Linked DNA regions of Mus musculus: region 1 is linked to region 2. The links are chromatin contacts, called in public HiChIP or PLAC-seq maps. All regions are on one chromosome and are shown on one strand. Each heading gives the region's core, a stretch centred on a gene start, on an enhancer-like site or on the middle of the called end of the contact. The rest is flanking DNA. Distances are from core to core; before and after follow the strand shown.

The links. HiChIP or PLAC-seq counts read pairs in DNA pulled down with a chosen protein or histone mark.
Region 1: a contact with region 2 is called in an H3K4me3 HiChIP or PLAC-seq map of bone marrow-derived macrophages, with 3 times the contacts expected there. The contact joins the enhancer-like site here to the promoter of Fas in region 2. A contact is called at or near these places in 3 of 39 promoter capture datasets (the C10 cell line and pre-B cells), 1 of 15 datasets of contacts at CTCF or cohesin (the NIH/3T3 cell line), 1 of 484 Hi-C or Micro-C datasets (uterus), 4 of 115 datasets of contacts at active chromatin or transcription factors (CD8 T cells, bone marrow-derived dendritic cells, bone marrow-derived macrophages and 1 more) and 3 of 9 other capture datasets (adipose tissue, liver and pancreatic islet).

Annotation. Positions count from the first base shown.
Region 1 is chr19:34,145,797-34,152,514 of GRCm38.p6, forward strand. It overlaps Ankrd22 (ankyrin repeat domain 22), which reads right to left. Exons shown (of 6, transcript NM_024204.6): 2 at 3,420-3,611. Among named protein-coding and RNA genes, the nearest start is that of Ankrd22, 17 kb to the right of the region's middle. Within about 2 kb of position 2,880, at least 6 of the 459 cell types and tissues checked have an H3K27ac peak or open chromatin away from gene starts, as enhancers often do. A contact at or near this core is called in bone marrow-derived macrophages, where this site is marked.
Region 2 is chr19:34,285,384-34,292,825 of GRCm38.p6, forward strand. Fas (Fas (TNF receptor superfamily member 6)) reads left to right here and starts at 5,276. Exons shown (of 9, transcript NM_007987.2): 1 at 5,276-5,361. The coding sequence starts at 5,332.

The DNA of each region.
Region 1 (6,718 bases), core at 1,630-4,129, 140 kb before region 2:
CATTTTTTAAGAATTACTGTATTTTAATAATGGGCCTATTGTAGATTCTCAGTGTTTTGGCTAAGACCAAGCATAACACTGGGCCTACTGCAGCAGCTCTTTGTAGGCAATATCCTGCTCACAGAGTAGTGCCAAGGACTGACTCTGGTGCCTGAAACATAAGGCCTACCTACTGAGCTAGAGGCATAGTCGAGTATAGAAAAATAGTAATTCAGCCTATGACAATAGATTTCTTTCTTGAACATTGCAAGCACTTCCAGTAAAAAGATTAAAGATGATTAAAAAAAAACAAAAACACCCAGCAACCTAACTCAGCATGCAAAAATCTCAATTCAAAAACACAAGAAACATGGAGAACCAAAGCAAGATGTCTTTCAAAAGCTTCTAATCCCACAGTAATAGTCTCTATGATAATGAAGTAGATGAAATCTCAGCCAAAGGGAGAAGTGACTCAATGGATTTGTCCTCCAATCTCCACGCCTGATCCCTGACACATAGGTCCCTACACACACACACACACACACATACACACAAATTATATTATTATTATTATTTTAATTAATGAAATAAAAAAGAACAATAGAAAGAACTGATAAAACAAGAATTAATGTTTTGAAAAAATAAACAATATTGACAAACCCTAAGCTTCTCTCAGTGATGTTCTATAATGTAGACCAAATAAACTCTTTCCTTCCCAAGCTCTTTTTGTCAGCGTTTATCACAGCAACAGAAAACCAAACTAAAATAATAAATACTACAATAGATGCCATTGAAATTTGGAAAATCATCAGGATATAAGCATATTGTATTCTACTTATGTGGGAAAATCTAAAAGAAACATGAATTTCTGTATGCATATCAATATAAACCAAGATGAAATAAACAATTGATTTATAATAAGCAATGAGCTTGAAGCAGTAATAAAAATAAAAAAAATCTCTAGACCAAAAAAGACTTGGTCAAAATGGATACACTTCTGAATTCTATCAAACTTTACGAAGAACAAAAGCCAATGCTTTTCAGATTAGTCTCTAAAATACAAAGGAAATGCCAAGATATTTTTAAAGAAACAAGCATTAGAATAGTAATTAGACCAGATAATGACACAAGAAAAAGATAATTATAGATCAATCTTGCCAATGACCATAGATACAGAAGTCCTCAATAAAATATTTTTATTGCCCACACAAGAACACAAGAAGACATCCACCATAATCAACTTGCATTCATTTCAGAGATGGCTCAATATACAAAATTAATAAATAAGCCTAAACTCAGGAATCACATGGCTACCTCAATGGATCAAGAAAAGACTTTTGACAAAATCCAGGATATCTGCATAGTCAAAAATTCAAACAGAACTATAAACAGAAAGACTATTCAACACAATAACGTCTTCAAGCCACAAAACTATGCCCAACATTATCCTAAACTGAAATCAGGTATAGGACAAGGGTGTGTCCACTCTTTCCACTCTTATTCTGTAATGCTTGAAATCTTGGGTAGAGTAGTAAAACAAAAGAGGCAACAAAAGGAATCTAGACAGAAAAGGAACAAGTCAAGGTATCTTATTTGCGAGTGATATGATTCCATTTTGTAAGAGATTCTAAAGACTTCAACATAAAACTCTCATCTCTGAGAAAGACATTCATTTCAGCAACATAGCAGAGTAGAAAAGTAACTTACAAAAGTCAGTAGTCTTCCTATGAATCAATGACAAATGTGAGAAAAATATCAAAAAAATCTCAATTGCCTAATATATATATTTGGATAACCCTCACAAAGACCACCCTGGACAGGTAGTGAAAAATCAAACATATATTCTGTACCACTTGGATAATCATTAGTCCTGCCTTTGTTCTGTGAAATTTATGTAAATAAAGAAACACCTGGTTGCTAGTCAGTCAGTCAGAGCAGCAGATATGGCCAGCAATTCAGCTGCAAGATTCCCCCTGCCTGACCATCACCTCCCTTCCTCCCCTCCACAACTCTGACTCCTTATCTCCTCTGTGAGCCACCCAGTCAACAAAGACTCTAGCTCTCCTCTCTGCCAGGAAAAGACCCTGGAACACAACCATGTTTACTGCAGCACACTGCACCATGCCTAGGTCATACAACCAAATGAAATGCTCATCACCAGAGGAATAGATGAACTAAGTATGGTATACATGTATGATGGACTGTTTTAGGCACAAAGGAAAATAAAGTCACATCATTCATAGGAAAATGGGTACAACTGGAGACAGTCAGTGGAAGTAAACTGTCAGTCACAGAGAAATATCTCATTTTCTCTCCTTTGTGGATCATTTTTTATAAAGATACATGCAATCATGTATAAATATTTGAGTTGGAATTAAAAGTAAAACTGTCTCGGGAAACAGGGGAGACTAACAGGAAAGGAGAGATCGGAGGTGAGGAGGTGTATGGGGTATATAAGGAGAGGGTAAGGATGTATATGGGATATATAAGGAGAATGTAAGGAGGTATATGAGGTATACAGGCAGTAGGTAAGAAGGTATTTGGGATATATAAGGAGAAGGTAAAGAGATATATGGGGTATATAAGGTAAGGAAGTAAGGGAGAATATGTTAGAAGTATACAACAGACTTGGGTGAAAATGCTCTCATGTAACCCAGCACACAGTACATGAACACACACCAGTGAAAAACATTATTAAAAAATGCAACCCTATATCAAAACAACAGGTAAGAATGTAAATAATGGCAAGCACCATGTTTTCTTTCCCCCATTATTTCTGTAATGAAATAATGAAGAGAGAAAGAAGACGGGTTAGAGAAAGCAGAACAGAAAAAGGAGAAGCTGCCTACAGCCAACAGAGTGGACGGTCTTCTTTCTCAGAGGCACAATGATGTCATCACCAAACATCCCTGCTCGTTGAAATGCTATTTTTATGATTTTAGTCTAGCAAAATGCCCTTGGGTTATATAAGGCAAAGCAGGCAAAAAAATTGTCTATATTAGAAGCTATAAGAAAGAAAAGCGACATCAGTTGAGCAATTTAAGGAGATGCTTCACAGTTGCACTCGCTCCCTCTGTTCAGGGCATATTTGGTGTATATTCCCCCATACCTCCTTACATTCTGCTGTTTCTCATCTCCAAGTAGTCATGTCACAGCCTCCCTTTGTTCTGTTTCTTTGATTACTGTGGTATATGTATTAATTCATTCATTTGTCTGTTTAACTTATTTTATTTATTCTTCTTTTGGCAAACATCAGATTATAAGAGAAACTACATAGCTCATTATAGTTGCACATTCTTTTGTTAAACATCACACAAGTTTTGAATGTATCTACGTGAATAAAATTTTTAGCTAAAGGCATATTCCAAGTTAGGCCTGTAGAAATGTCACACTTGAAACAATGCCATTTGCATTAGACCATCATCTCACAGCAAACTCACCAAGTTTTTGAGGTTGACATCAGCATTTCTCCTTAAAAGGAAGGAGACAATTCTCAGGTGGCCCCGCCTGCAGGCACAGATGAGGGGAGTATCGCCATTGAAGCTATCTTGAACATCCACATAATGGTTGCTTTCTTTTGCCCACCGCCACACTTGCCCCAAGTCGTTCTGGTAGGCTGCCTGGCAGATGGGCTGAGTCAAGAGAAGAAGAACAGTTCTTGAAATACAGGCACGAACCATTAAGAAGAAAACATTACCCTAAGTCTATATTTTCCAAAATTGCTTGCAACATGAAATAGGCAAAAGGTCATGTGGATGCATGAGTAATCAAATGGATGAAGTACTATGAACTACATCCACTATGGAAATTTTACATCATGGCAGGGAATTAAGTAGAGATTACCAGAAAGAGTAGAATCTCGGTAGAGTAGAATTGTGCATTAGGGAAGGAAAGACTTTAGGGCAGCCATGGGTAATCAAAAACCCATGTGACTTCCTCTGAGGTGGGTTAAGGCACTTGCCACCAAACTTGATCACCTGAGTTCTAACCTAGGAACCCACAAGGAAGAAGTAGAGGATCAACTTCTGTAAGTTGTCCACTGACCTCCACACCTGCACTATAGCACGGGCACATGTGAGCACGCGCGCGCGCGCGCACACACACACACACACACACACACACACACACACACACACACTGTGATGGTTTGTATATTCTTGGACCAGAGAGTGGCACCATTTGGAGGTGTGGCCTTGTTGGAATAGGTGTGACCAGGTTGGGGTAGGTGTGCCACTGTGGTCTTAAGATCTTCATTCTAGTTGCCTGGAAGTCAGTCTTCCACTAGCAGCCTTTGGATGAAGACAGAAAACTCTCAGCTCTGCCTGCGCCATGCCTGCCTGGATGCTGCCATGCTCCCACCTTGATGATAATGGACTGAACCTCTGAACCTGTAAGCCAGTCCCAATTAAATGTTCTTTTTTATAAGACTTGCCTTGGTCATGGTGTCTGTTCACAGCAGTAAAACCCTGACTAATACACACACACACACACACATGCACATATGCACACGCAAATATAAAAATGCAGATTACCACAGGGTCCCTCCTGGGGACTTCTAGGCCCTGGTTTCATCTTGGGCTGTATCATTGACTCCTCGGGTTTGCTTTTGTTTGCTGGTGTCCAATTCCTTGAACTTAGCTGCCCTTGGTCCTCCAGGCTCTGTAGCCTACACGTTGCCTTGCGGGATTTTCAGCCTCTAACTGTGTAAACTAATCTAATAAAAAAAATTCCTCTTTAAAGTTATGGATGCATTCTCTTTTTTTCTGTGCTTCTAGAAGACTGGGTTTGCTGTGACGAGCCGGGAGTAGGTCATCTTAAAGCTGAATTGAAGGGAATCTGGGAAGCTGTAACATGACATGGCTCTTCTCCCCAATTCCCTCTACCTTGTTAAACCCATTAGATTACAGTCTTAAAGTTAACCATCAAGGTCTATTCCCTTATTTGGCTACTTCTTCCTCCTGAGGTCCAGCTATCATTAAGAATTGAAGTCCAGCAATCAAAAGCCCCTGTTGGCTCACCTAATTAACAAGCCCAATTAAAATTAAACACTTCATCCTAACATGGGGTTTCCCCCTTTACCTTTATAAACTGCTCTTTGCCTATGGGCCACATCTGGCTCCTCTCTATCCTGAGGCAGTCCTTTGACCTCCAGGGACAAATACTTCTTCTCCGTCTCCCTTGTTCCCTTCTCCCTCATCCTCTATCTCCTGGCTCTGTCTCTTATCCCCTGCCCTTTTTCTCTCTGGGTTTAATGAATCTGCTTTGTGTTAAGAACATGGCCTTGGCGTGTCCGGCACTGATACTTTTCCTTTCATATATTCTCTTGTTCAATTTTTAAACCATTTTAATTCGCCTTCTTGCTTCTCTTTGAATTATTATAGATTTCATGATGCTGGACCACGTTCCCTACAGAACACCAGATAACTGGTGATTAGCGGCAGTTGTTTCCAGTTCTCCGTAGCTGTTTGAAAGGATTAGGATTAGGATGTGCAGCCCTTTTGTAGTAGGCATTATGGGAATTTGATAACCAGCCCTAACTTGATGGCACTAGGCTTATTCCCTGCTCCATCTCAGTCTATTAGTGACATTCCCTCCAGAGTACCAAGAGAACTTATATAATTTACTCACAACATTGCTCCCCTGTGAGAGCTAAAGAAACTTAATATGGTACCAGGCATCCCTTAAAGGCTGTTGACCTTGGCCCAGGAGTGCACTTCCCTCCAATCCCAGCTCTTGGGAGGCAGAGGCAGGTGGATCTCTGAGTTCTTGGCCAACCTGGTCTACATAGTGAGTTCCAAGACAGCCAGGGATAAGCAGAGAAACCCTGTCTTGAAAAACAAAGAAGAGGAGGAGGATGAAAAAGAAAAGGAAAAAGAATAAAATAATGAGACAATAGTGTTTCTGCAGTGAGGTATTTAGCAGAGGGGAGGTGGGGAACACATCCCAACTGAGCTCTCTCCATAAATGAGCCTTCCATGGCTGAACTTCCGGTTTCAGCTTGTTTCCCACCAAGCCATAGGCATTTTATACCATGAGATAAACAACAGTATCCTCTGCTGGTCACAAAGTTTCAGCCTTGAGCTTTTTTGACATTCTTCTTTCTTTCATTAACAGAGCCAGCTGGGCCAAACTGTGCCCGGACAAGGGGTCTTGGAAGAACACTTAGAGACAAACAGGATTGTGACTCAAATATGGGAGGGGCAATTCCACTTCCAGGGCCAGCTCCTCAATGAACTTAAATAGCATAGGATAATTTACCAGGATAATGTATGCCACACTCAAGTGGAACCCAAAAGATTTCCTGCTGTTTTGCACTGTTTCCAGTAGGGGGCAGATCAGTGTCAGAAAAGCACACAGGAAGCAGAATTCTACCAGCATGTGAGGGTGGTTACAGCTTTAAGCAACTTGTTATATATTTTATAAATAAGTAGACAATAGGGATTCCAAGGTTCCCCACATAATGAAATGATACATATTTAATAGAAACCTGATTTGGTCACCATACATTGCACACAAGTCAAATTATCCCACTGTACTTCTTAAGTATACAGTTTGCTATGTTAGATAAAAAATTAAAATTACAACGAAAATTGCTGACAAAGTGGAAAGTAACAAGAAGACAGAAGTACCCATTTGAGCAGAAAGAAAAGCTGTTCAATGTTATTAAAGTTCCTGCAACCTCAAGGCATTTTAGCTTAGAGTAACCCCACCTGAAAAAATGACTTCTAAAACTCTAAAA
Region 2 (7,442 bases), core at 4,026-6,525:
TGTCCTCCAAGAAACTCATGAAAAAGCCTGACTATGATTGAGAAAGGGAGGAGTCCTACCAGCCTTTGGATTTGAACTACAACCCTTTCATGAGTCTCTATCTGGTCAATATGCACTATAGGTTCTAGGCACATCACACTAGGCAATCATGTGAACCAATTCCAGAAGATGTATCATCTCTGTATCACTTCTCCAGCCATCCATTTATCCTCTATTCTAGTGATCCTGTTTCTCGTCCCCTGGAAAGCACTGACTTAAAAGAGCCACTCATGGGGGCTAGAGAGATGGAGCAGCAGTTAAGAGCATTGACTGCTCTTCCAGAGGTCCTGAGTTCAATTCCCAGCAACCACATGGTGGCTCACAACCATCTGTAATGGGATCCGACACCGTCTTCTGGTGTGTCTGAAGACAGCTTTAGTGTATTCACATACATAAAATAAATAAATAAATAAATAAATAAATAAATAAATAAATAAATCTTTAAAAAAAAACAACACTCTTATCAGATAGTCAAGGACAGAGGGGTTGAGCAGTTTTTCTAGACCCATCCTGGAAGTCTCATTACTAGGAAGGAGGAGAAAAGATGTAGGGTTAAATAAAAGTCATGGATGTCCTCTACAGTTGGAGACTATTAAATCAACTTATTGCTATTTAGTTAAAGCAGTTTGGCTGGCAGCAATATTTTAAAATATTAGCTCCATTAAGGAAAGAATAGAAATATTGTCTGTAGTGAAAAGTTAAAATGTTTCTACCTATTAAGTTTTTACAGTCACTTATGTATGTGAATAGTATGCAATCTATCCAGAAAGCCGTGCTATCTGTGTACAGTAGAAGGATACTTTAACTCGCATGGTTTGGTTTGAGTAAGCCAGGATGACTATCCAGAGCACTCCTCACCTCCAGTGGCATGCCTGGAGCTATATAAAAGAACACATTTCTAAGAGCTGAGGAGCAAGCTCAGTGGGAAAGATTGCTCGGTGTGCAAGCATGACTGCTCGAGTTCAGATCCCCAGCAACCACTGAAAAAGCCAGGCATGGCCTCCTCTTGTAACTCCAGATCTGTCTGGGGACAGAGATAAGAGGATTTCTCAGACTTTCTGGGCCACCAAGGCAGGTTAGGTGACAGAACATCAAGCTCCAGGTTCAATGACAGAACCTGTCTCAAAGGAATAAGGCAGACAGTAATAGAATGACACTACATGACATTCATGGATGCACATTTGCACACACATACACCATTTGGGTTTGGTTTCGTTTATTGCACTTGAAAGGATGATAACTTTTCAAAATGTATTGTTAGGATAAAAATAACCTATAGAAATACTTACTGCCTTAATTTGCCTTCTGTCATTGTGATAAAACATTTATCCAAAGCGATTTAGGGAGGAAAGAGTTTATTTCATCTTATCTATAACAACTCCCAGGTCACCATCCATCACTGAGAAAAGTCAGGGCAAGAACCCGGAGCAGAAGCCAGGAAAAACCACTGCTCACCTCCTTGCTCTCCTTGGCTTGCTTAGCTTACTGTGTTATACAACTCACAGCCACTTGCCTAGGGGTGGCACCGCTCACCCTCCCATGCCAATCAGCAATCCATAAAATGCCCACAGGCTATCTGATGGAAGCAACTCCTCGGCCGAGAGTCCCTCTTGCCAGGTTACTGTGTTTGTGTCAAGCTGACAAAAACTAACCAGTGAAAATACCCAAAGTGGCCTCCTCAGAGTGTCAACAAGGTTTACTCACTCAATAGATATTCCTCCAAAGGTTCCATCAGAAAGAACTTCAGGGTACGGCATGTGTACTCACCTCCGCTTAGATGATACAGTATATGTTAGCATATTACAGACTATGAGAAATCACAGATTAGGATACTCTAAGCATTTTTTTTTGTTTTATGATTATTGTGTGTGTATGTATAGTGTGTGGCATAGTTAAAAGCTGTGGAGGTCAGAAGACACCCTTTAAGAGTTGGCTTTCACTTTCTGGTGTAGGTCTGGATGATGAATTCAGGCTGTCTGCATTTCCTGTTAAGTGCCTTTAAATAATCCCTCACCCTGCCAAGTTAAAAGGTACAAAGAATGAATTTTATGATTCAGTGAAGTTGCTGACTCAAGTTTATACTCAAGAGCTGTTGATTTTACCTAGAGCTTATGCTCCACACACCCCCAACTCCCCCCTCTTTCTCCTCCTTCCCCCTTTCTCTTCTCTTCTCTTCTCTTCTCTTCTCTTCTCTTCTCTTCTTTTTTCTTCCTTTCCTTTTGCATGGAACTTTTCATTTCAAATTGTTCTTCCTTTCCTTTCAATTTTAGAATAGTTGTATTAGGGGCACAGCCTGAGGCTTCTTCATGGCAGCAACAACCTACAGGAAGATGAAGCAAAGGGGGGTGGGGGAGGGGTAGGGTGGGGGTGGGGTGGGTATAAGTTTAGTGACAGCTGCCAAACAGAATGAACAGAACGCCTACAGGAAGGAGAGGAAGGAGGGTGACAATCTAGATTCAGAGCACTTTTAAAAACACCTGCAGAAGACAATGCTGCAGGATGTCCCCCCACTCTCTCTCTCTCTCTCTCTCTCTCTCTCTCTCTCTCTCTCTCTCTCTCTCCATTCTGTGTGTGTGTGTGTATTTGTATATTCTTAATTAGATAGATCCTCCAGGGAGGAAAAGAAGTAGAAACAGAAGCTGAGCGAGCGATCAGTGGATTTTGCAGACCTTCTGACCCATAGAGGTGGAGTCCAGAAACTGCTTCATGAACAGGAAACTCTTGGTGCTGACCTTGAACAAACTTACTTACCTTCTCGGTGAACAAGCGGTTTTTAACCTACAGGGCTGGACCACCGTAGAGCTCACATATCAGATACCCTGCATAGCAGATATTCACATTACGATTCACAACGGCAGCAAAGTTACAGTTGGGATGTAGCAACGAGATAGCATCATAGTTGAGCGTTGCCATAGCATGAACTGTATTAGAGGGTCCAGCATTAGCGAGGGTGAGTACCACTGCTCTAGAATGTTCGCACGACACTAAAGTGCTACCTACTTTTCCAAAACAAAAGTGACTTTGAGATGCATTCATTAACTAGCAGTAAAGAAGTATAAGAATTTTTTTTAACGAAAATTGGTCAGGAAATAATCCGTAACAAAAGGAGGAAGTAATAATGTCTAACACAGCAGGTGAGGGTTTTCCCTTTTACTGAAAATAGACTTCTCTTTTTGATAGATTTATATCCTGACTATGGTCCCCTAACTCTTTTCACCCCAGCTCTTTTCTACCTTCCATCCTATCCAGATATTCCCTTTCTGTCTTGCTCAAAAACAAACTGGCTTCTAAGGAATAATACAAAAAGAAACAGAACTAACACACCGCAATTGGATGAAACAAACAGAAGAAAAAGAAGCCCAAGAGCTGGCACACAAAACAGAGACAAGCTCATGTGCACACTCAGGGATCCCTTAAAAACACTAAATTTGAAGACATAAATGCATATGCAAAGGACCTGTTGCAGACCCATGCAGGCCTGCACATGCTGCCCCAGTCTCTGTGAGGTCATGTGAGCTTTGATCTTGTTGACTTGGAAGGCCTTGTTTTCTTGGTCTTGTCCATCCCCTCTGGGTCTCAGACTCTTCCTGCCTCCTCCTCTTGGGGTTCCCTGAGCACTGAGGGGAGGGATTTGATGGAGACATCTCATTTAGGGCTGAGTGTTCCAGTATCTTTCTCTCTCTGAATAATATTTGGCTGTGGATCTCCGTATTAGGAGTTATTTTATTATAATGTATGTGTTGTTTGTTTGTTTTTATAACATACATATTTGTTTTTTTCCCTAGGTCCCTGGGCTATCTAGTCTCAGGTTCTTGGGTAGCGTCAGGTTTATGTTCTATCTTGTGGAGTGGGGCTAAAGTCAAATCCAGTATTGATGGGTTGCTCCCACAAACTTTGTGCCACTATATGCACTAGCTCATCTCTCTAGCAGGACACCATCATAGATCAAAGGCTTTGGGGTAGAGGTGAGGTTTACCTTTCTCCTTTAGTAGCATGCAGAATATCTTCCAGTACCAAAGATGTTGGCATGTAGGGATGAAGGCTCTATGTAGGCACTTTCTTCTTGCTCTCAACTTCTCTATATTCAATGAGTTGTGTGGGTCTCAGTTTGTGGGGAGCAATCTATAGTCTTGGCAACAGGCTGCATTGTTTGGGGACTCCCATGCAACTCTTTTTGGCCAACGATTCAATTAGATGCAACCCCATCCAGGAAAGGAAAACTTCATTTGATGACAAGAGATGTTCACTTGTGGCTCTGTCTCCCCCCATTATTTGGCTATAGATCACCTTCATGTATGCTTATACTTTAGGAAGACTCTGCTAGGTTTCCATACCTCTCAAATGCCCTTTAATTTTAGCTGTCTCTCCCTGTATTCCCATTCATCGTCTTCCTTTCCCCTCCCCCACTTGATCTTCCCATCATAACTACCTATTTTATTCCTCTTCCTTAATAAGATCTTTCTGTCCCCTCCCCTAGTCCCTTACTCTATATCTAACCCCCGTGGTTCTAAAGATTCTGGCTTGGTCCCTGAGTTAACTGCTGTGTTATTTGTCATAGTCATTTACCTTCATTCTCCATTTGGGAAACGAAGCCAGGGACATTCCCCTCATCAGGATCCCAAAGCCTATTATCTCTACCTCTGCTGTGGTGATTGTCACTTCATGTATCATATATGAGCTCTGTGGAGGGACCTCCCTCATCAGAATCCTAGGGTGTGTACCTCCTCTGTGGTAATTACCATTCAGAGGCCCCAGAAGCCCCAGCAGACCTGTCACTGACAAAATATTGAAAGTGAAGGCAAAATGGTCTTTGTCTCCAGCAATCAGCCAAAGTCCAATTCAATACAGAGTTCAGAATTCCTTCCAGGGTGAGCAGCAGGCAGAAAAAAAAATCTCACTTGACCTGAGGGTGTGACTGTGGAAGCGCCCAGGATGGGGAATGCCCATTTATGCAATCAAGCCCTGCTTGGGCCCCCTCCTCCCCCGCCCCCCACCCCCACCCCGCTCAGGCCGCCTGTGCAGTGGTGAGTCAGTGGGTTTCCCCGGGAGACCAGCAGAACTTTCTCGCAACCCTTGGGGCTTTACGAAGATTGTGTTTGGTCCCTCAAAAGAAAAAAAGTGACATACACGTGTTCAAAGCGATTTCTGGGAAGACCTGAATAGGAGCGAAGCGGTTTGTGCGTGCCAGGGGGCGGGCCTAGGCAAAGTACATACCCACAGGCAGTCTAGAGCTGGTGGGTGGGGCCGCAGGCTGCCCACACAGGCCGCCCGCTGTTTTCCCTTGCTGCAGACATGCTGTGGATCTGGGCTGTCCTGCCTCTGGTAAGCTTTGGGACGCCTGGGATGTGGGACGCTGCATACTGGGGACCACCACATGAGATTCCAGATGTGGCTGGCATTGGGTGCCACCGGTCCAGATGTTTAGAAACGCAGGGGAGCTGCTTTCGCTCTTGGCTAAGTGCTCAGGGCTGAAGCCCAAGTCCAGCGTTTTTCTGGAAAAAGTTTGGGTCGGGGCGGGGGGCGGGGGCGACGGTCAGAGCTTGGTGCTGGCCAGCTCTTGGATCGATCGCTTTAGTATGGCTGGAGAGGGACTCTGGCTTATAGACTTGCCCAGACACTTTTCTAGTGCCACTTTAGGGCACTAGAAAAGTTCGCTCCGAGGCTCCCTGGCATTTGACACTTCTGACAGTTCGCTCAACCGGGAAGTGAGTTACTCTGGGCTGTATTTACAAGCCAAGCATTAGATCATAAAATTTCTCAAAGTAACTTTGTCTGCGAAGATTTGTTTACTCTCCTGTAACAACACGGGAAACAAAAAAAACCTTCCCTTCCGGGAATTGAGCTGTCAAATTGTGGATGGCTGAACTGGTGGATATTTTTATATTGTTTGTACTGTTTCTTCTGTTACCCTCTTTCTGCTGGCACTCTCACAGCAGATTTGTCCCAGTAACCCTAGGGCTCTGAGTCCCAGCTCCTCCTTGTCTGCTGCAGGCACAGAAGTAAGAACTCTCCAGCATTCGGTCTCTTCAGAAATGCCTGTTAATAAATGCCAGTCCGAGGGATTCGACCCTCCGAGGTTCAATCCAGTTCTGAATTTAGAAAGATTGCTTTATCAGGTCCCTAAAAATTTGCCGGGCACAAGGATCTCAAATCGGTTTTCACAGCAGTGGTAGAAGGGAGGAAGACAACCTCTCCTTACTTTTACAAGGTTAAAAGAGGTTCCGAGAGCTTAAGCATTTAACAGAGGTCACACAGCTAGCAAATGACAGTGCCGGGCTTCAGTTGAGATCTAACTCCAAGGGGCATGTACATACACACACACACACACACACACACACACACACACACACTACTGCCCCATGGTATGGTTAAGAGAAAGGTTTTTATTGTGGATATAAAAGAGAAAATGGCCAGAGGCATCTGGAAGAGCCCAGAACATAGAGAGAAAGAAGTAAACTGAACATGGCCAGCAGACTCGACCAGGGCTATCTGAGAGAGAGAGAGAGAGAGAGAGAGAGAGAGAGAGAGAGAGAGAGAGAGAGAGAGAGAGATGGAGCAGAGGCTAGAGAATAGAGAAAACCGAGCGAGAGAAGCAGGCGCCGAGGTGAGAGAACAGAGTGAGAAGAGCAGAGCAGGTTTTTAGGTTAAATGAGTCGCTAGTGGATGGGAAGCCCAGGAGCTGGAGGGAGCTTGAGTAGGGGTGGCAGTGAGCAGGACTAGGATGCTAGCATGCACTTTGAAATGTGCAACAGGCACTTGTGGTCCAAGTATGTGCTTTGATGTGCTGGTTAATAGGCACTACAGGTAGTCTCCTATGTCCCATCTGCCAGAGGTAAGGGAAATGACTTTCCAATGGATCAGAGGAGGCACATTTAGTCAAATCCTTAATACAAGCAAACCAGATAATCTGACAACATGGTGCAGAGACTGTTTGCTTGGCAGGGCATGTACAAACATGTCATCTTGAAGGGTTTTTTTTTCCTAGCGATTCTTTTCCACAACCTGATTTACTGACCTCCATCCCTACCCTAGATCCATATTGTTCTTCCCCTAGAAGGGACAGCCTGCAGGTGAGGAATATTCTGAATGGGAAGAGCCCATGGTTAGAGATAGGAGCAAGCTCTAAGAGCAAACTGAGAGAGAGAGAGAGAGAGAGAGAGAGAGAGAGAGAGAGAGAGAGAGCAGGCAGGGAGACATCCTTTAGAAGCACAGTCATGGGGAGTGGAAGAGGCTTAGGGAAACACCATCAGAGAGAGGAATCTAATCTCTTAGAGGCCCAGGGGTGCATACAGAAATGCCTGATGTACCTGCAGGTCTCAAAGAGCAGGTTCCAGTGAGACACCAAGAGGGATAGATACAAGCAAGCATCTCCTAGGGGAAGGAGAAGAGAGACAAGCAGTTAG